5 separate regions of the Mus musculus genome follow, and all the other regions are linked to region 1. A link is a contact called in public HiChIP or PLAC-seq and promoter capture Hi-C data. All regions are on one chromosome and are shown on one strand. Each heading gives the region's core, a stretch centred on a gene start, on an enhancer-like site or on the middle of the called end of the contact. The rest is flanking DNA. Distances are from core to core; before and after follow the strand shown.

The links. Promoter capture Hi-C pulls out the DNA fragments that hold promoters and counts their contacts. HiChIP or PLAC-seq counts read pairs in DNA pulled down with a chosen protein or histone mark. Capture Hi-C pulls out chosen DNA fragments and counts their contacts.
Region 2: a contact with region 1 is called in a promoter capture Hi-C map of pre-B cells, with 7 times the contacts expected there. The contact joins the promoter of Slc7a6os here to the promoter of Hsd11b2 in region 1. A contact is called at or near these places in 3 of 39 promoter capture datasets (hippocampal neurons, liver and pre-B cells), 6 of 115 datasets of contacts at active chromatin or transcription factors (bone marrow-derived macrophages, embryonic stem cells, large pre-B cells and 3 more) and 1 of 9 other capture datasets (liver).
Region 3: a contact with region 1 is called in an H3K4me3 HiChIP or PLAC-seq map of pro-B cells, with 4 times the contacts expected there. The contact joins the promoter of Zfp90 here to the promoter of Hsd11b2 in region 1. A contact is called at or near these places in 1 of 39 promoter capture datasets (liver) and 3 of 115 datasets of contacts at active chromatin or transcription factors (large pre-B cells, microglia and pro-B cells).
Region 4: a promoter capture Hi-C map of embryonic stem cells shows a contact between it and region 1, with 3 times the contacts expected there. The contact joins the promoter of Nfatc3 here to the promoter of Hsd11b2 in region 1. A contact is called at or near these places in 5 of 39 promoter capture datasets (cranial neural crest, embryonic stem cells, fetal liver and 2 more) and 5 of 115 datasets of contacts at active chromatin or transcription factors (large pre-B cells, pancreatic cancer cells, pro-B cells and 2 more).
Region 5: a promoter capture Hi-C map of liver shows a contact between it and region 1, with 2.8 times the contacts expected there. The contact joins the promoter of 1810019D21Rik here to the promoter of Hsd11b2 in region 1. A contact is called at or near these places in 2 of 39 promoter capture datasets (embryonic stem cells and pre-B cells) and 2 of 9 other capture datasets (embryonic stem cells and liver).

What each region holds. Positions count from the first base shown.
Region 1 is chr8:105,516,748-105,520,825 of GRCm38.p6, forward strand. It overlaps Hsd11b2 (hydroxysteroid 11-beta dehydrogenase 2), which reads left to right and starts at 1,999. Exons shown (of 5, transcript NM_008289.2): 1 at 1,999-2,382. The coding sequence starts at 2,118.
Region 2 is chr8:106,208,344-106,212,293 of GRCm38.p6, forward strand. Slc7a6os (solute carrier family 7, member 6 opposite strand) reads right to left here and starts at 2,590. Exons shown (of 5, transcript NM_001007567.2): 1 at 2,376-2,590; 2 at 2,022-2,288. The coding sequence starts at 2,570. Prmt7 (protein arginine N-methyltransferase 7) reads left to right here and starts at 2,711. Exons shown (of 18, transcript NM_145404.1): 1 at 2,711-2,739.
Region 3 is chr8:106,413,130-106,416,859 of GRCm38.p6, forward strand. It overlaps Zfp90 (zinc finger protein 90), which reads left to right and starts at 2,198. Exons shown (of 4, transcript NM_011764.4): 1 at 2,198-2,641. The coding sequence starts at 2,609.
Region 4 is chr8:106,058,175-106,061,772 of GRCm38.p6, forward strand. Nfatc3 (nuclear factor of activated T cells, cytoplasmic, calcineurin dependent 3) reads left to right here and starts at 1,416. Exons shown (of 10, transcript NM_010901.3): 1 at 1,416-1,819. The coding sequence starts at 1,717.
Region 5 is chr8:106,133,219-106,136,952 of GRCm38.p6, forward strand. 1810019D21Rik (RIKEN cDNA 1810019D21 gene) reads left to right here and starts at 2,182. Exons shown (of 4, transcript NR_040346.1): 1 at 2,182-2,403. It overlaps Esrp2 (epithelial splicing regulatory protein 2), which reads right to left. Exons shown (of 15, transcript NM_176838.2): 1 at 3,352-3,734; 2 at 3,139-3,267; 3 at 1,605-1,718; 4 at 1,392-1,506; 5 at 1,016-1,114; 6 at 742-796; 7 at 561-671; 8 at 355-487; 9 at 233-275; 10 at 1-92. The coding sequence starts at 3,549.

The DNA of each region.
Region 1 (4,078 bases), core at 749-3,248:
CTACTCTCAGCCAGTCTCCCTCTCTCCCTGTCCTGGGTTTCCCCAGGTACTTCATGGGACTAGGGTAGAGCCCTGCTTCCCATTCTCCCCACCTTGCTCTCTTGTGTCTATTTCTTGCTCTGAGAACTGGTGTGTGTGTGTGGCGGGGGAAGCTTGACTATTCCCCCTAGGACTCTGCTTTCTCTCTCTCTCTCTCTCTCTCTCTCTCTCTCTCTTTTTCCTACCTTAGGGAAAGTACTTAAAGTGGCTGAGGCTGGAAAAACTGTAGCTGGATTCTAAGGAGGATAACTTAGTTAAAGCAAGGCATGTCATTCATTTCTTGACCTGGACAATTGACTCAGAACAACCGGAGTCAGTGGGTTTAGAAAAGGATTGTTTCTCTGAGTTCCTAGAAGCAAGAAGAGGAGACAGAAGCTATAGGAAGCACACGTAGCACATACACACTTATGTGCAAGCACACATAAGGTCATACATGACACAGGGCATAGAACCCCATAGACACAGATATAAAAGAACTCAAAGCCACACACCCAAGGTCAGGGACACACAGCTTACTCAGGCAAGTCCTGACACCCAGGCCAGGGTTCCACCATTGTCCATATTTATAGACAGAGGATGGGTGGATGGAAACACACGAGTGACTCTGAGTGGGGACAGAGGAGTGACTCTGAGTGGGGAACAGGGGTCTTCATGCAGAGTTCTTCCTCTCAAGAGAGTCTGGACACCAGCTCCTTCCCGAAGAGTTCACTGGCTCTTCAGGAACCCACACCCGGATGGAAGGGAGGGCTTTGAGTGTTTACATGAAACACTGGACCGGATTCTGGATACAGGGAAGAGAATGAACCGCAGGACAGAGAGCTGTGATAAGGAATCTATGACCCTCTCAGGACCTAGAAAGGATAGAGATGAGGAATGGGGAGGTGTGTGTGTCAAGGGGGGAAGGTCTGGGGGTTCACAGACGTAGGGATCTCCACAGCTCGGCTTTGCTCCTCGCTCTGCACTTAACCCCCAGTGCCTGCCAGAGCCCTGGCATGCATGTTAGGCACAGGTTGCCAGACACGGGGGTGGCGCAGGGTGCCAGGCCACACACAAACAAGGACCTTCATACACACAGGGAGGGAAATGCACCCACACACTACTTAATTCATCCCCTGGGGACTCAGTGTAGCAGATCAGGGACCACCCTGTCCTGACCCTTCTCCCAGGTCTTCCCATTAACTGGTTCCTGGGGAGGGGGTAGATGAAGCTAAAGAAAAAAGGAGACCTTGATGCCTTCATTGACCTTTCCATCTCTGTCTTTCTCTGTGTGTTTCTGTCTCTCTGTATGTATGTCTCTCTCCTCCTCCTCCTTCCTCTCCCTCCATCCCCAGTTCTAGACTATGGAAGAAAATGAAGTGAAACAGAACCCCCCTTCTCTCCTAGCTGTGGCTGAGAACTACCCAGGTGAGAGTGCACATTTGGGCGTGTGTACCAGGGACCTAAGGCCATGCCTGGCACTGCATGCGGGGGCGGGTGTGGCTGGCAGCAGACTCTGGCTGCTTCCATGCAGTGTTCTGGAAGTCATGGCAGTCACAGCCACAGCAATGTGGAATACTTGAATGAAAGTTGGTGGTGGTGGTGCTGATGTTGGTGGTATGTGTGTGTTAAGTATCCCTGAGGAAGCGTGAGCAGGATGTGCACTCCTGAGCTCGGAGGCTCAGAGTCCTTGGCATGCCAATAGGCGCACAGGAGTGAATGAGATGTAAGGCACAGGGTTGGGCAGACTGGCCCTTTCCCGGGCGAAGCTGGCGACTGACGGCTCCGCCTCATGCAACTTGGGGACTTTGTTCCGGCTTCTTCGAAAACGGATCTAGACAGGGGGGCTGGGCGGGGGGGCACCTGCCTGGCGTGGGGTGCTAAGATAGAAGTGGAGGAAAGCCCCACCCTAGCCCCGCCTTCGCACCGCCCCAACCCCGCCCCCAGGGCGCTTTATAAGCTGGGTCCGAGGACCCCGCAAAGAAAGCGAGTATCCCTCCCACCCCAGGCCGGTGTTCCTCTGCATTCCGTGTCCTAGCCTCGAGTCCCTCTCGGCGCTCCCCAACCAGGCCCCCGCCCCGCCCCAGCCCGGCCCCGAAGTCATGGAGCGCTGGCCTTGGCCGTCGGGCGGCGCCTGGCTGCTGGTGGCTGCCCGCGCGCTGCTGCAGCTGCTGCGCTCAGACCTGCGTCTGGGCCGCCCGTTGTTGGCGGCACTGGCCCTGCTGGCTGCTCTCGACTGGCTGTGCCAGCGCCTGCTGCCCCCGCCGGCGGCACTCGTGGTGCTGGCTGGTGCTGGCTGGATCGCGTTGTCCCGCCTAGCGCGCCCTCCTCGCCTGCCGGTGGCCACTCGCGCGGTGCTCATCACCGGTGAGTGTGCAGAGCGCAGGGACTCCAGGCTGGAGGGCGGGACCGCACACCTAGAGGGTTTCCCTTGGGCGCCATCAAGGGGAACTCCGCAGCTCAGACGTAAGAGTCCTTCTCTAAACGCAAGAAAGTGAGCCAAGTAGGAAGCTCCGGGCACCTCACCAAGTCTGGGTTAACTACCTGCGACCGCGAGGATTATTGGTGAGAAAGTAGAGAGTGGGCAGGTGCTCAAAGGAAACTAGTGACTGAAAGAGGAGAAACTTAGTTTATGCTGAGCTCCTTAAGAGATCAGGTGTGGAGCAGAAGACAGTACTTTAGGGGACTTCAGAAGACCCGAGACGGGGATAATGCCATCTCTTGAACTCTGCCTGACATCCCCCACATCACTAGAACACAGTATCTGCTATTCTCTGGGGGCAGAGTGCTTAGATGGTGAGTTCTGCTCCCCGACCTCCTCTGGCTGGAATCCTTGGAGTTCAGAACCGCCTGAGTTCACAGCAGCTGGAGAGTAGCTGCTTCTTAGATCCAGCTACCCACTGCCAAAACTGCAGCCGCCTGCAGTCTACACCTAACACCTCATCCTGCCCAGCCCTGGGTGCCCAGGAAAGGGTCCTCAGAGAGCTGGACTCAGGTGTCTCTAGTGCCTGCCTGTGCTTTCTTTGTCTGGAGCAGGGAATAAATCTGTCATCAGGAGGGAAGGGGAGGGGAGGGGGGCTGCAGACCCAGCAGGAAATGGGGAGGGGGAGGAAGGCCAGGGGGCATTGGTCCATTGCATGGGGGGAGGGGCAGCTGTTTCTCCCCCAACCACCATGGCTTCTTGGAGGTCTTGGTCCTTTATGGGTGGTCTGCATGATAGGATAGGGCCGGGAGACTTTAGGAGGAAATCCTTGAACTGGACCTTGGAGGGAGTTGGGTAGTGACAGGTGGAATCTGAAAGGTGTCTTGGATCCTAGAAAGGGCGTGAGACAAAGGTTTAAGACAGAAAGAAATAAGCACGGTTTGGGAAGGGGACAGTCAATAACCAGTCTGGCTGGGGGGGGGGGGGGATGTGAAGTTTCCTTGGGAGGAGACCCGAATGTCAGGTGAGAAACCAGATTGCACTAAGGTGATATGGCTTCGGAAGAGAGGGTGGAGGTTGAGTAGGACTCAGGTGATATGGAAGAGACTTCCAGAGTGAGTGTGAAGCCACGGCAAGCCCCCCCCCCCCCCCCCTTTCAGGAGCCTGAGGAAGGAAAGCTACTGAATTCCCTTGAAATGAAGCAGGGACTCGTTATAGGCTCTGCCTTCAAACATGGAACAGATCTCTTCCTGTCCTGTGTGAGCGGCTTTCACCAGATCCTATGCCACTTCAGGTTCTACTGATACAGCTGGGGCATCCTGAGATCTCACCTCAGGTCTTTGCTACTGGTCTAGTCTTGAGCCTGAGCAAGAGGTGAGAAGAGGGATGCTTTCTGTGCCCCAGGCTCCTTCCATCTCTGCAAACCTCAGTGTTTGGGAGAAGAGAATTTGGCCCCAGCCTACTCCCGTGTAAGCACTGGAAGTTGGCTTCTAGCTTCCTGATGCCTGAAAACTCTGGGGTTTTCCGAGTCACCACCAAGCAGCAAGAGCACTTAAGTGACCGGTTCTTGACCCACCTGCCAAGAACACTGCGCTTTCTGCCTACACTCATCCCTCCCCAAGAATGCCCAAGAATTGTTTG
Region 2 (3,950 bases), core at 1,340-3,839, 690 kb after region 1:
ACGGATGGTTGTGAGCCACCATGTGGTTGCTGGGATTTGAACTCAGGACCTTTGGAAGAACAATCGGGTGCTCTTACCTGCTGAGCCATCTCACCAGCCCCCCTGGTGCAAGCTTTTAATCTCAGTACTTTAGGCAGCAGGCAGATCTCTGTTGAGTTCAACGCCAGCCTGGTCTACATAGTCTCAAGAAAAAAAAAAAATCAGGCATAACAACAACAAAAAAAAAAAACCAAATACAGGCATAGAAATAAATGCCAGGTAACACAGCTAAAGCCTCCTCACCCATACTTCTATAAGCAACCTCAAGTAAATTAATGGGAACACACACACTCAAAGAGCATAGCAATAAAAGAAAAAGAATCAGGGTTCATTAAGAAAGTTTCAACAGGGGGGCAAGCGAAATGGCTCAGTGGGTAAGAGCACTGACTGCTCTTCTTGAAGGTCCTAAGTTCAAATCCCAGCAACCACATGGTGGCTCACAATTACCTGTAATGAGATCTGATGCCCTCTTCTGGCCCATCTGAAGACAGCTACAGTGTACTTATGTATAATAATAAATAAATCTTTGGGCCGGAGCTGGGCTGACCGAAGCAAGTGGGCTGAATGGAGTGAGCAGGGTTGAGTGATCAGAAGTCCTAAAATTCAATTCCCAACAACCACATGAAGGCTCTGGTTTTCCCATTAGAAAAGGTAGAGACAGCCGCCTTTAATCCCAGCACTCAGGAGGCAGAGGCAGGCGGATTTCTGACTTTGAGGCCAGCCTGGTCTACAGAGTGAGCTCCATCTGTACAGCTACAGTGTACTTACATACATAAAATAAATAAGGCTTTTTTTTTTAAAGGTTCAACAGGAGTGAGTATAGACATACAAAATCTAATAAAAACTATTACTTTGAATAGCCAATGCTTGCTAATAAAAACTTTCTGAAAAAAAAAACAAAATGGCGATAAAAGTATCTAATTCATAGTATTTGTGAAGATTAAGAAAAGGAAAATACCACATTAGGAATCTAGCTCAGAGGAAGAACACTTGCCGCAAGTTCCCTTTGTAGTGACAAGTCTGGAATTTTGGTTTCTTTAAAGAACACAGAAACAGTTTATTTTTTTTTTTGTTTTAATCCCAGGTGTGGGGATGTGGGGCTGCTTTGAGCTGTCTAAAGCAGCTGACTATGATTTGCCTCATGCCCTAGCAGAAGTGGTTTTTGTCAGCTGTAGATAGTTTCTGTGACATTTGGAATTCTGGGAACTTCTCAGAGGGTATATATAAATGCTAGAGCCCCGTCTTCAGGGAGGTTGGAGGCAAATTGTTAGTAGTCTGACCATACACTGCACCAAAACCTCCAAAATTGTGAGCTAAAACTCCTTCCATATTTACCTCATTTTTCGTAGCAATGACAGTTTAACATCATCTCTAAATACTGTATATCTTTTAAATAGCCAAATCCACTTTCAAAAGGCCTACATCAATTCTGTTTATTTATTTTGATACACGTTCTCACTGTGTAGCTCTGCCTGGCCTTGAAAGAAGAGATCTATTGATCCATGCCTCTTGAGTATTAAAGGCCTGATCAATCACACACAAAGTTTTTGTTTTTTGCTTTTTGTTTTTTTTTTTTTTGGAGACAAGGTCTCACTATGTAGTCCTTTTTGGGCTGGAACTCAGAGATCCACATGGTACTGCCTCCCAAATGCTGGGAGGGAAGGTGTGTATTACGACACAAGCAAAAGAGAAAGAAAGAAAACCAATCCTAAGGGGCGTGGGTTGCACATGCTTACTTATAATCCCAGCACTGGAGCGACGGAGGCAGAACTGCTGTGTGTCAGAGGTCTGCTTGGGCTCCATAGCCCGTACTATGTCAACCAGAGCTACACAGCAAAACTATCTCAACAGAACAAAAACAACAACAGAAATCAGGTAAAATGAGGTCAACTCTTAGAGATGGATCATCCATTCTTAAGCTTACAGTGTGTATGCTCTTCATTACTGCCTTTGGGAGCAGAGCAGACATATACAGTACTCACTTTGCGGCAGTCGGTGGCAGCAGCCTCTGGGTTTTCCTCCTCGTGGACCAGGTCCAACAACTGGAAGCCCGCATCCCCGACAGCTTCTGACCCACACTGAGGCTCCAAACTGTTCGAGGTTCCCGAGGATCGGTGGCTGGAGACCACCCTGTAGCGGCCCTCTTTACGGACCTCGCGCACCGAGGCACGAAGATCGCGGCGGATACGCAGCTGGCTGCTCCGGGACGGGCGCAAGGCAGCCCGCACAAGCTGCTGGATTGGCTCCTCCTGAGGGGCGTCGGGAAAAGAGATGACTGCGACACGGGCAGCGTTCAAAGATCGCTCCCACAAAGAGTCCATTCACCCTTCTCATACCTGGGATCGCACGGTGGCAACCAACTGGAAGACATTTCTCTCCGCCGCCGCCGCCTCCTGGCCCTCTGGCGTCTCCCGAGCCGCCGACTCGACCTCGCTGCTCCGGGGGCGTTTACAGGCCAGCACGAGCGCCTCGGCGGGCTCCGCGTTGCGCTTCCGCTTCACGCGCAACACCGCAGTCCTGCCGGCCTCCATAGCGGCGATCGCGGAGTACTGTGGGAAGGCGCGGGGCGCGACGGGATGTCCATCCAGTTCAGCGGGCGGGGCCTCACGGAACGTCACGCTACGCCTCGACGCCCCACCCACAGTGGGAGAGGCAAAATGGCCGCGGGAGTGGCGGCGAGTGGATCGCTTCCCACAGCGGGTGAGCTGTTGGGCTTGCTGGGGAGGTTGGGCCGTGGCTGGGCCTGGGTGCAGTCGGTCTTCCGGCCTCATTTTTAGGGCTCTGGCGTTGGGGATATTTGGGTTTCCGGTGTACTTATCTTCCGGGCTGCTCCAGAGTCCACGTGGAGTGGTTCAAGCACCCTGAGCAGGTCTGCCGCAGCGGTCCGCGTGGGTGACTGTCCTTTCTCAGACTGTCGCCGGGCGCAGGACTTGTGTCAGAAGCCTCGCCCCAGTCACTCACACCGGGCGGGACCTCAGTTGTATGCAGCGCCCCTAACCCAGCCGGGAACGGTTCGGTCCCGGGACCGTTCGGGCGGTTTTGCTTCGGGATGGCTTTCTCAGTTCGTATTCTGAGCAGTTTGGGAACCATTCAGTTCACGACACTCACCCGGAGAAGCGCCAGACGTTTGTGTGCCCGAGGTGGACATGCTTTTGATTAAAACACTGGAGTGGCCCTCAGTGCATTTTTAAGTGTGTTCTTAGTGAAACCCTAGCGACATCACAGATAAGCAAGTGTCCTTAATCTGTTGCGGAATAACCACTTCTGCGCTTTTACTGTATAATGTTAGCTCATTGCTCGGCTTACCCTGCCTTCTCACTTGCCTTCACTTGAAGGCTGGACCCCGATGGACTTGTGGGGCCTTTTTAATTATGTAGGAATTTCTGAAAAGTGGCGAAACTTCCAAACAGCCCTATATATTTACTGTAGGCCCCCCCTCACCCCCAAATTTTTCTTCAGACAGGAATCTCATTGTGCAGCCCTGACAGGCATGGAACTCATAGAGATGGTCCTGCCTCTGCTTTTCTAGTGCTAGAATCAAAGACATGCAACGACACGTTGTTCTGTTTTGTTCTTGTTTTATGACAAGGTCTCACAGCATTGCCCAGGATGGCATCAAACTTTAGATCCTTCTGCCTCAGTTTCCTACGTGCTGAGATTTTAGACATGAGCTACCACAACTGGCTTTTATTATAGTTTTTGATGGTATATCCTATATAAAAAATGAAAATTACTCTTGTCAGAAATATCAAAATACTGGTTAATTTTCTTTTGAGATGGGCTGTCACTATGTAGTTCTTGCTGGCCTAGAACTTACTATGAAGACCATGTTGACTTTGAACTTACACAGAGATCTGCCTGTCTCTGCCTTCCAGACCTGAGATTGAAGGTCGATGTTATCATTAATAAAG
Region 3 (3,730 bases), core at 948-3,447, 900 kb after region 1:
ACTTACCCTTGGAGGACCCCGTGGCTAAGAGCATCCTAAGGGTCCCGGCTTTGCAGGTCCACTCCTGGACCATGAGAAAAGAGCATCATGCGCTGTGCCTGTTGATCCAGGGAGTCGCTACTCACAAGCTTATCCCTGCTCTCACTGCCTGCACGAAACAACCACCTGAACAGCCAACCGCAAACCGGAACTAATTACACCTCGACCTCTGGCAAGCCCCAGCCCTTGTGCGGGACAATTTAGAGAGTCAATAAATTCTTCTGAGCTTGGGTTTTCCATTGCATGCCTTACTGCTGTGAATGCGGCTCCTTGCCTACTGAAGGGTCTAGTTGGTCCCTCTCCAATGGCAACTTCAGGCTTTATAAACAATGGTCTTTGAACAAACTGAAGCCCCCCACCCCCCAATCTTGTAGACAATGCGTACAAATAACGTCATAGGGCCAGAGAGACGGCTGGACGGGTAAATGCACTTGCAGAGAAAACCTGAAGGCTTGAATTCAAACGTCGAAAGGTGGAAAAAGACAACCAGCTCCCAAGTGTTGTCCAACTTCCCTCTCCCCAACACACACAGACACACACACACACTGACACAGTCACAGAGATCGTTCTGTCTCTGCACCCACCACCACTCCCCCTGCAAGAATAAAAGGTATGGGCAAATACGTTTTACATACATACATACATACATACATACATACATACATACATACATACGTTTGTTTGTGTTGGGGTCCCTAGGAGATACTCTGGCCCCCATCTGTGAGCTGTGTGGCTGCCAGCGCTGGGGAACGAGCTGTAGTGCCTGGTGCCGAGCCTTACCCTAGCCTGTGTTTTGTGCTTCTTACTGAAAGTTCTGCCTTAGGAATCCTTCTAGGGTCTCTTAAACTTCTGTTTTGTGCGTATCTGTCTGCTACTGTTGTCTAGTGTGGAAAGTATTTGCAGAGTTTCCAAGGGGTTTGTTGTTATTTATACTTTCTCCGCCCCCGCATCCCAGCAAAAATCCACAGAACACTGTGATAAAAAGACAAATAGTAACAGGTGTGGGTAGGAATGTTGAAATCTATATGCTGTTAGTTTAAAAAAAAAAAAGATGGAAGTGATACAGCCTCTTTAGAAAACATTCACAGTTCCTTCAAATGCTAAACATGGTGCTACCAAATCTCTATAATTCAACTTCTCTGTATCTACCCCAGATCAATGAAACTGCACCCCCATAAACGTGTGTACACACATATCCTCTGTAATGTTGCTTTGAAGATAAAAGCATAAAATCTCACAGTGTGAACAACGCAGACGCTACCAACTGATGAATGAATGTGGTACACTCGGGCAATCAGATCTTTCATTCAGCATTAAAAAAGAATGGGATAGAGACTCCTGTGATGTGAATGAACTCAGAACCACTGTAATAACTGAAAGAAGCCAATCATAAAACTTCATATTGCCTGATCTTATGAGATACCCAGAAGAGACAGATTTGTCACAAAGACAGCACAGGTCAGTGGTTGCCCGGGATCGAGAGGAGGTGGGTTAGGACGAGGGGACGGTTATTAATGTACATGATTTTTTTTCTTTTGTGGCTAATTAAAATGTTCAAAGAGGAGACTACAACGATGGTTGTGCAACTCTTTTTATGTACTAAAGTCTATTGAATTATACACTTTAGTCATTCGTGCATGCATTGTTTATTTATTTTGGCTTGTAAGACCAGGTCTCTTGTAGCCCAGGCTGGTCTTGAACCACAGTTTAGGATAACCTTGAACTCCCGATCCTTAGCCACTTGTGTGCTAAGAGAATTGAGAATTGAGTCTACAGAGTGAGTTTCTGGACATCCTGAGCTACACAGAGGGAGAAAGAGGGAGGGGGGAGGGAAAGGGAACGGGATGGGAGGTGGAGGAGAAGGAGAAAAGAAAAGAAGGAGCGGTGAGAATTTCTAGAAGCTCCAACACACACACACACACACACACACACACACACACACACACACACACACACACGACAAAAACTTTGAACCTTTCCAGCAGCTCCAGAAAACACACATACCAAAGAAAAACTTTGAACCTAACCTGCCCGCCTTCTTGTGCTCTTACTGCAGCCCCCCACTAGGAGGCAGGACCTCTGCAGGGCGGGCACGCGAGGATAGCTGGGAATCGTAGTTTCTGCACCCGTGGATGGGCAGGCGCGAGGATCATTGTGCGCAGTCGCACTCGTGGCTCTGCGCCCGCCGCTGTGGCCATTGTCCGACCCTGTTGTTGCAGAGCAGTACTGCCGGGAACAAGAAACTGCAGCGGGCGCTAGAGGGGCGGACCTGAGGTCGCGGATTCCGAAGCCCCGGAGGCAGATTCCGAGTGCAGTGGGTAGGAGGCTGTCCTCCGGGCCTCGCCGACCATCCTGCGGACGGACTGGGCGTGGCCGGAGGAACTGTCCCGAAGCTGTGGGGCCTTTCATTTGGCCTTGGGAAGAGCAGCAGGAGAAGGCGGGGCTCCTCCCCACGTTTCGGCCGAAGTGGCTGCAGAGCTGAAGGGGTGGGGCCTCGGGGTAGCCCGGTGAGTGGATCCTGTCCTCTCTCCTCAGCCCTGGACCATAGCCAGCACACACTGAGGCAGGAATGGCCCCGAGACCTCCGACGGCCAAGCCCCAGGTGAGCCGAGCCTTCCCCCACCGCCCGGAGCATCCCACCCTGAGAGGCCCCCGGAGTCTGTATGGAACAGTTATTGGTATAGGTATAGAGAGTCTTAGTTTGGATCGCTTTGAGTCTCCTCCTCTGGAGAAAACCCCTCCCAAAGTGCCCAGCCCTGGGCAGAGCAGGATTTCTGAAAGGATGGAGTTAAAGAGGAGACTAGGGAAGTGCGATCTTGTGAGAGGAAGTGTTCTGGGGGTGTCAGCACTGAGACTTTATTGCAGTGTGCACTTCTTAGAACTCTTCAGTGAGGAATGGAGGATAGAGGGACAAAATAGAAAAGCCCCCTGCTTCCCATCCAAAGGCCATAAAGAGATAGTAGGGGGGCAGAAGAGACCTATTAGAATAAGAGGCCGGTGAAGGTTGGGCGCTGAGTCGGAGACCACCATTACAGCCAAACCTGGTCAGACAAGCTCCAGCTTTTCTTGCCCCCCCCCCCGCCCCACTCGTTTTATTTTCCTTTCTTTCTTTCCCCATTAACAAATGTATAATAGTGCGCACCCTCCATAGCCCCGGCTTCAGGTTAATTAGTAAGAGACAGATTTATCAACCCACTTTTTAGTTGTAGCAAAAGGGGCATTTTCTGGACATAAGCTCTGAGGCTGTCCGTTTTACTTTGATGAGAACATAATCTGAACTCTCTTTGGAGTTGAAGGTAAGAACTAGGACTATAGCTCAGTGGTAGATCACTTGCCTAGTATGTGTGAGGTCCTAGGTTCAATTCCCAGCACCTCCTGGAAAATGATAAGGATGGGCTGGAGAGATGGCGCTCCAGTTAAGAGCACACACTGTAAGCTTTTACACGCTGCTCTTGCAGAATTAGTTTCGTTCCTAGTACTCACGGCAGGAAGTACACATCCACCTTGTAATACAGGTTAAAGGGGACCTGATGGCTCTGGCTTCTTGGATACCTGCTCTCACAGGAACAAAATTGTTAGAAACGGGGGAAAAAAATCTCAGCTCAAGGCATTGAGGAAGAAAGGATCGCACAGAGTTGAAAGAAGCCTAGCAGGGCTCTGAACTCTTGTAAAAATGGTCCAACTGAACCAA
Region 4 (3,598 bases), core at 166-2,665, 540 kb after region 1:
CATTGGTCCTTCCATGGAACAAGCTTTGCTCGTCTTTTGCTTGGATCTCCAGTTTCTACTACTCCTGTAGCGTGTGGGTGGGTGTTCAATGTCCTCAGAGCTCCTATCACAGCTCTAATCTCTTTGCACAGTAATTATATATTTGCTATTCCTCTCTCTCTCAACCCTGATGGGAGACTATCTCTGTATCTCTGTGTCCCTCATAAGTACTGGTAAAGCCCTGAGCAGGAATAAACCAGTCCAAGATGAATGGCTCACGAGCTCAGAACATTCCTTGCTCTTCTGACCCTAGGCTTAGCCGGGGTCCCCCTGAGGCTCACTTAGTAGCCCAGGAATCACTGAGATGCAGAGATCTTTGCAAGGAGCTTGTGCTTGCTCCATTCTCCCAGGGGCTTTTGTGAGTAGTATCAGACTTGCTGTCGTGGAGGAGGTGGTCACTGGCTTCTCCCAACTCCTTCTCTTAATCATGCGCTAAGTAAACAAGACTGAGTCCCCAGACTCCAAGGGATGGTGTCTTGGGCCATCTCATGTCTCACCGGGGAAGGCAGACTCTTTGAGGTGAAACCAAGATTGAAAGCCGGTTCTTTTTGACAGCGTCACTTCCTATATGTGGGCTTTCCTTGCTCGGGTGTCACAATGCCTTAGTCTCACGGTTATGTACTAAGATGCAGAGGCCAAGAAGGGTACTTTTCTCTGTGTCTGCTCAACTTCCGTCAAGGACCAGACCTGGTCCCTCTGATTTAGGTGAGGCCTAGCTAGAATGCATGGCATCCTCTCCGGGCCGGCTTGAGGGGACAAAGGCACAGCCACTGAGACGGGGCCCCACCCCAGAAGGGTGGCTCTGAATCGACTCCAGACTTGTCTCGCAAGGTTTTCTTCGGCTCCACCCTAACCTACCCAAAAGTTCGAACCAATCCCTGGCCCTCTCCAAGTTACGCCATCGAAGTTGGTATGGAGGGATGCGGGGGATGAGTGGTAACTTTTGAGGTGGTCTAACGAACGTATCCACTCTAAACTCAGCTATAAGTGAAAAGTACCTCTGTGGGGCCAAATATCCGGACACCTATAACCCTGGCGCTCTGCTACCCACTTCCTCGACATGAGCTCCGCCCGATGAGGGGGAAAAAGATAGTCTCCAATTGGCCTACGTGGGTTCCCAATCTAATTAGACAGCGCTATTGGCCCTACCCTGGTCTTGGTTTAGAAACTGCGGAAGAAAGAGAGTTTTAACTACAACTTCCGAGAGGGAGCAGGGCTCTGGCGCTTCTTGCTCACGTGACTTCCTCCTCGCAGAGGACTCACGCGATAGGTCGGTGAGGAGGCGGGGCCCGTGGCTGTCAGCGGGGCCAGCGGCCTATGGGCTGCCCCGTCGGGCGGGAGCGCGGCGAGGGGCGGGGCTGGGCGCGCTGCAGGGCGCGGGAGCGCGCCGGCGGCGGTGGCGGCAGTGGCGGCGACTGTGGGGGTGGGGGGCGGGGAGCCTTGGTTGAGGCGACCGTGGCTTTTCTGCACCCTCGACCGGCGGCGGTGACGGCTCCCGGTGCGGCGGGGCGCTCGGCCAGCTTTCTAGGTCGGAACGGAACGCTCGGCCTCGCGGGCCCCGCCCGGAAAGTTTGCAGTGGAGCCGCGACCTCCTGGCCGGCGCGGCCCAGCATGAAGCGGCGCTGAGGAGCCGCCGCGGCCGCCTGAGGAGGAGGCGCTGCACCCCGGGCCACGCCGATGACTACTGCAAACTGTGGCGCCCACGACGAGCTCGACTTCAAACTCGTCTTCGGCGAGGACGGGGCACCAGCGCCGGTGTCCCAGGTCTCGCGGCCTGCAGGTGGGTGCCGGGCCGGCCGGGACTGTGGAGCGTGCCCTCGCCGCGCTCCCGCCAGCTCGCCTTCCCCTCGGTCCCCCTGGTGCGTGCGGGTGGCGAGGAAAGCCCGATTTAATTTGAGGAGGAGAAGGAGGCGTGTGGTTCGGGGCGACGTGGAAGTGTCTTGGCTGCGAGCGAACTAGTAGGGAACTCGACTCCGAGAGGCCAGTGGCCGGCGGACGCCCGGGCTTTGGAGGCAGAGGTTGTTGGGGCCAAAGCCCCAAGAGGTTTCTGGTTGTCGTAGCTGTGCCAGCGTGGTGCAGAGGAAATGTCTCCGAGAAGTGTAAGCGCACTTCGCTGTCTTTAGGCTAGTTGTAAAATTCTTTATTTGAAAGATGCGTGTTTTCAAATTCCACTTTAAAAAAAAATCTACTTTGCTAGAAGAGCGAGTTCGAGTTAGTGTCCACTTGTGTAAATTTATATTCCATCCACGCTTAGTTTCAAGTATACTATAACGGACCTTTCTGAAAACTGGGTTGTTTTGCTTGGGCAAAGTGTTTCTGGAGATTAAAAAACAAAAACAAAAAAACAAGATACGTTGCCTTTTAAAATTACAGTTCTCCTAGAATGTTCTAGAAGGCATTTTTTAATAATTTTAAAAAAAAAAGCTCTTCTCAGAAGATGTTTTAAAAGATAAGTTGGGAAAGCTGGACACCATAATGCTTGCGGGTCAAACCAGTCAGTAAATAGAAACAGGATGATGACTGGGGACTTAACTCTCTCCTGTGACCTGGTTTGGAATAGTGTGGTTCGTTAAGTTCAGCTTCCCTATTACATATGCAAGAGAACTTAGAAAAAGAAGATGGATAAGAGTATTCATGTTTATTCTTTCCAGTATTAAGTGAATTATTTAAATTTTTTCATAGTATTGTGAGGGCTAATACATTGTTTTCTCAGCGTTGCATTGAATCTCTAGGTGGTACAATACCTTTTAGTTCCTTTTCAGCCTTCGTATACTGTTTTCAACGTAATAAATATAAAGTTAAGAGTTGACTGTAGAGCCGGGGCGTGGTGACGCACGCCTTTAATCCCAGCACTCGGGAGGCCGAGGCAGGCGGATTTCAGAGTGAGTTCCAGGACAGCCAGGGCTACACAGAGAAACCCTGTCTCAAAAAACCAAAACCAAACAAACAAAAAACAAAACAAAACAAAAAACCCAGTTGACTGTATTCATTTCCAGTCCCATTAGCATTATTTTAATCAGCCTTAATGTCGAAGATACTAGTGGATACTCACTGGGTAGTGTATACTGATGCAGGCTCCTGCTCCTGATGAAAATTGGGAAACAGATGAGACACAGCTCAAACAGCTATTACTCGGCAAACTAAATTGTCATAAATTTTATATATAAAATAGAAAAATGGGGTTTATGGAGCTGATGGCATTGAGTTGCACTTAGGTTATGGAAATTGAAAAAATAAAACAACTTGTTTGAGTGAATTTGTAGAAAACAAGTTTGCAATTGGATTTGTAGTTGAAATTCCCAAAGATAAGCATGAACAGTTTTGCCAGAAGCCGACTTTAAAACGTTCTGGGCGGTTTTCTCGCCCCCCCCCCAACCCCACCTTTTGTTTTTTCTATCATTTCTTTTTTAGAGTCTAGTTCTGTCAGGTCTGCCGCCTCATCTTCCAAGTGCTGGTATTGGTGGCCATGTGCCACCATAATCAGTGGTCATTTTCTTAAGGATATTTGTTTTCCATTATGGTGGAAATCATATGAAAAAGTAAAACTTTATGCTTTTGT
Region 5 (3,734 bases), core at 932-3,431, 620 kb after region 1:
ATCTGTTGGCCCGGCTGAAAAGGGTAGTCCCCGTAGCCTCAGGATCACTTGATCTTCCCGTGATAGGAAACGGGCCACCTCTAGTGATGTGCCTAGGTTGGAAGGACAGGGGTCCCTTGCTGAGTTAATCCTTGTAGCGTGCACCCACAGGGGACCCAAAAGACAGTGAGTGTAGGGAATGGGGTACAGATCAAGACAAAAGGGAACTAGGACCTTCTATGGGCACACTCACCCCCTGCAATCTTTACGAATTCCTCCCCTGTGGCTTTATATACCTGCAGGTAGAGAAACCAGCCCATAGGTCTCAGCCCTTACTCAGTTTTGCCCTGCTCCACTTCTAGCCAAAAGCCCCACCTCAATATAGCGGACACCCATGTGGTGTTTGTGTCTCTGCAGCGCTAGGTCCCGCTGCTCGCTGTCCACGAATCGGATGAGGGCCTCGCCATTTCTGCGGCCCTGGGCGTTGAGACAGAGGGCCACACCACCCCTGTGGAGCCGGGTGTTGTTAGTGCCTCCTGGGTAGGCTTGCCCTCTTACCCCTCCCATCCTGTCACACCCACCTGGCAATGTTGAGCCCTTTGAAGAATCGAGCCACATCCTGGTCTGATGATTGCCAGGGCAACCCACGGGCCCGTACTACAGTCTCATTGTCCACCACATCAGCCTTGCTGCTGTGGGGGGCAGGGCAAAGGATCAGAAATGTCCAAGGATTGTCACCCCCATCCCAGCTCCTACACTCACCAAGGGCCTGTCTCGTATTTCTGCTTTACCACTTCTGGCTTCGAGAACAACTGACCTGAGAGGAGATGGCATGGGGGTCAGCAGGGTCTGGTGGAGGAAGTCTCTCCACCAAGCTCAGCAAAAATAGGACCGGTGAGGGCATTGAGGACGCGGCAGAGGGGTTTCTACCTTGTGTTCTCTTAGAGAAGGTCACAAGTCAGCAAGGGGACTCTGTTGAAGGGATGGGCACTCACCCAGTCCTGACAGTAGCTGGCAAGCAGGGCAAGAATCTTACCATTGGACCCTTCAAGTAGGTGGAGAATAACAGCTACCATAGTCTTCACTTCCCAGACCCCAAAGTCATCTTCGGTAGCATCTGTTTCTAGTCCCAAGTCTATAGGCAGAGAAGTGACAACTGAGGTCCAGGTCTGTACATCCCACGTCACCCCGAAACACCCAGAGAATCCTAGCAAACACTAGTTGTGGCCCAGTTCATACATGTACCTACAGGTCCTCAGACCAAACACAGACATGTCCACATTCCAAATGTATCCCAAAGAATGAGGCTAAAAACATAGACCTGTCTACATTCATACAGCCCATACGGCATCATGCACATGCTTGGACATATTAGTCACCCCTCCACCTTAATTTTGATGGGTCACAGATACCCTGTGCCATGGTGCCCACTGTGAGGTCTCTGGCGGAGCAGGTGCTTGGGTGCTGCATATGGAATTCTCTGCGGAGGTCGTAGAAGGAGAAGAAGGTGTCGGGGAGCACCAGGTTCTGGGAGCACATGGGAGTGGGGGTGAATAGGTAACCTAAGGTGTTTACAACAGGGGCCTTGGGAACCCAACCGTACCCATGTGCCCTCAATGACATACCTTCCTGGAGGCCTCAGGATGCAGAACCTGTCGCAACAGCTGCTGCCCATCAGTGCAGAGCACATAGGGGCCCCCGCCCAGCAGAGCCACATCCCCGCTCACCAGCTGTGAGAACTGGGGACAGGGAGTGGAGACTCAGACATAGACTCACAGCTAGACAGCTGAAACTGGGGGGGAGGGGTAGCAGGAGGGAGGGACTCAGGCTGCAAAGCTGGTTCATCAGGATGTTCAACCCTACCCTGCCTGGGAAGTAAAAGGCCTTGCCCTAAATCCCAGGCTCCTAATCCCCACCCCTAGCCTAGTTCCCTGTCACCTCCTCTAGGCCAAATGAGAGCAGTCGCACATAACCCAAGCCCCCATTAAACACACTCCAGGAGTCTGGAGTCGGGCCAGAGCAAACACCTGGTGGAGTGAGGCAAGCAGGTGGGGAGGGGAGGAGCAAAGCAGGTTAAACCTGTCCTGGACCAGGCACCACCCTCAGACAGGTGGGGGAGGTTCACACCTGCCCGAGGGCCAAAAGGCCCATGGTCAATGGCAGCCCCGCCCCTTGGTCCGACCAACCCAGGAACAGAGCCACCAAGGACAGAGCTTCATACTTGGCCACTCGCAGCAGCCTGAGCTTTGACCCACACCCCATCGACCAACTGGCACAGAACTGTTTGCTCGTAGAGGGGGGTGGGTGGCACTCTGAAGGCTATCCAGCACGATCCGGCCCTTTCCCTTGGCAATTCTGTGACACTTTCCAATCTAAGGCCGACAGAGCAAGGCAACCAGATTTTTTTCTACAGCACCCTCCCAGGTGAGCAGTGGGCCTGGAGCCCTTCTGTAACCTGGCATCTGTAGGTCTTCTCATTAAGAACGAGAGTCAGAAGAGGAAAGGACTTAACACTCATTACAACTCAGTCATGGGGTGAGTGAGCAATGCAAACAGGGAAAACTCACTCCCACTTGGCCAGGGTGCGGGGTGGGTATGGGAGGGGGCATGCGCCTAGGCCTTTGCGCTCATTGGGCAGGTAGCCCCTAGATAATGTTCGGACAGCACCCACTCACCCACGCCTGGCCAGTCAGCTGGGACAGGCAGGCCTAAACCAGCCGGCCTCACCTAGAGGCGTCTGCCCCCGAGGCAGACACCGCCCGACGCCCTCGCTTCAGCGGTTCCCAGGAGAGCAGGCGGCAGAGACCAAGTGATCTACCGCTAAACCTGAGCCCACCTCGACCCTATTTCTGACGTGTCCTCTGCTAGCGGGGGGAGTGGGAGGGAGAGGAAGGGGCCTCGGGGGGATGGATCCCTTAGCCGCTATTGTCAACTTCCTCGGCAGGAGTGGATGTCTGTAAAGGTTGGAAGGTAAGGTGGCTCTGGGAATGGCCTAGCACGCTTCCACGCGGTAGTCGCTCAAAAGTTTCAAACAAGACCTTGTCCTACTGGCCGTGCCACTGGGTCGCGTCGCTCCAGGTCTCCCCTCCTCCCCTCCCCCTCGAAGTAGTGTCCCTGCCACTCCGCAGTTCCACCACCCACGCGGGCCCCCACGCTCACCTGTTGCAGCACTTTGTCCAGGGACTCCGCCCGCGCTAGGCTGTCTGCGCTGAGTCCACTCGCCTCGCGGCATTGTGGACTCAGGGCAGCCGCCTCGGCGCGAACTAGCGACTTGTGCAGCGTCCCCACCTAAAAGCACCGAGGGTAACCCCATGAGCCGCTGTGCCTCAACAGGCTCTGAAGCGTCCCGAGGTCCCCTCTTTCCCACCCTACCTGTCGGCTGCGCGGCTCCACCACTTGCCAAACTAGGAGGATTAAGTCGGTCTCGTCCGAGCCTAGGTCCGGCCCCAGCGCACCGGCAGTGGCCCCGAACAAAACCACCAGCGACTGAGGTTCGGGACAAGGGTCTGTGGCCGAGTCTACTGCGGGATCTGGGCCCGGGGGTGGGGGCGGCGGCGGCGGCGGAGTCATGGCCGCAGAGGAAGGGGGCGCTCGGCCACACACGCGGACCGACGAGGCGCACACACGTACCGACCGACAGCAGACAGACGAGCTTGGGCGGGATCCGGTGTGTTGGGGGCGGCACCTGCGGCCGGGTGTAGTGGGAGCTGCAGAGACCCGCCCGCGGTGCCCTTTGGGGCTGGGCGGTGCGGCTG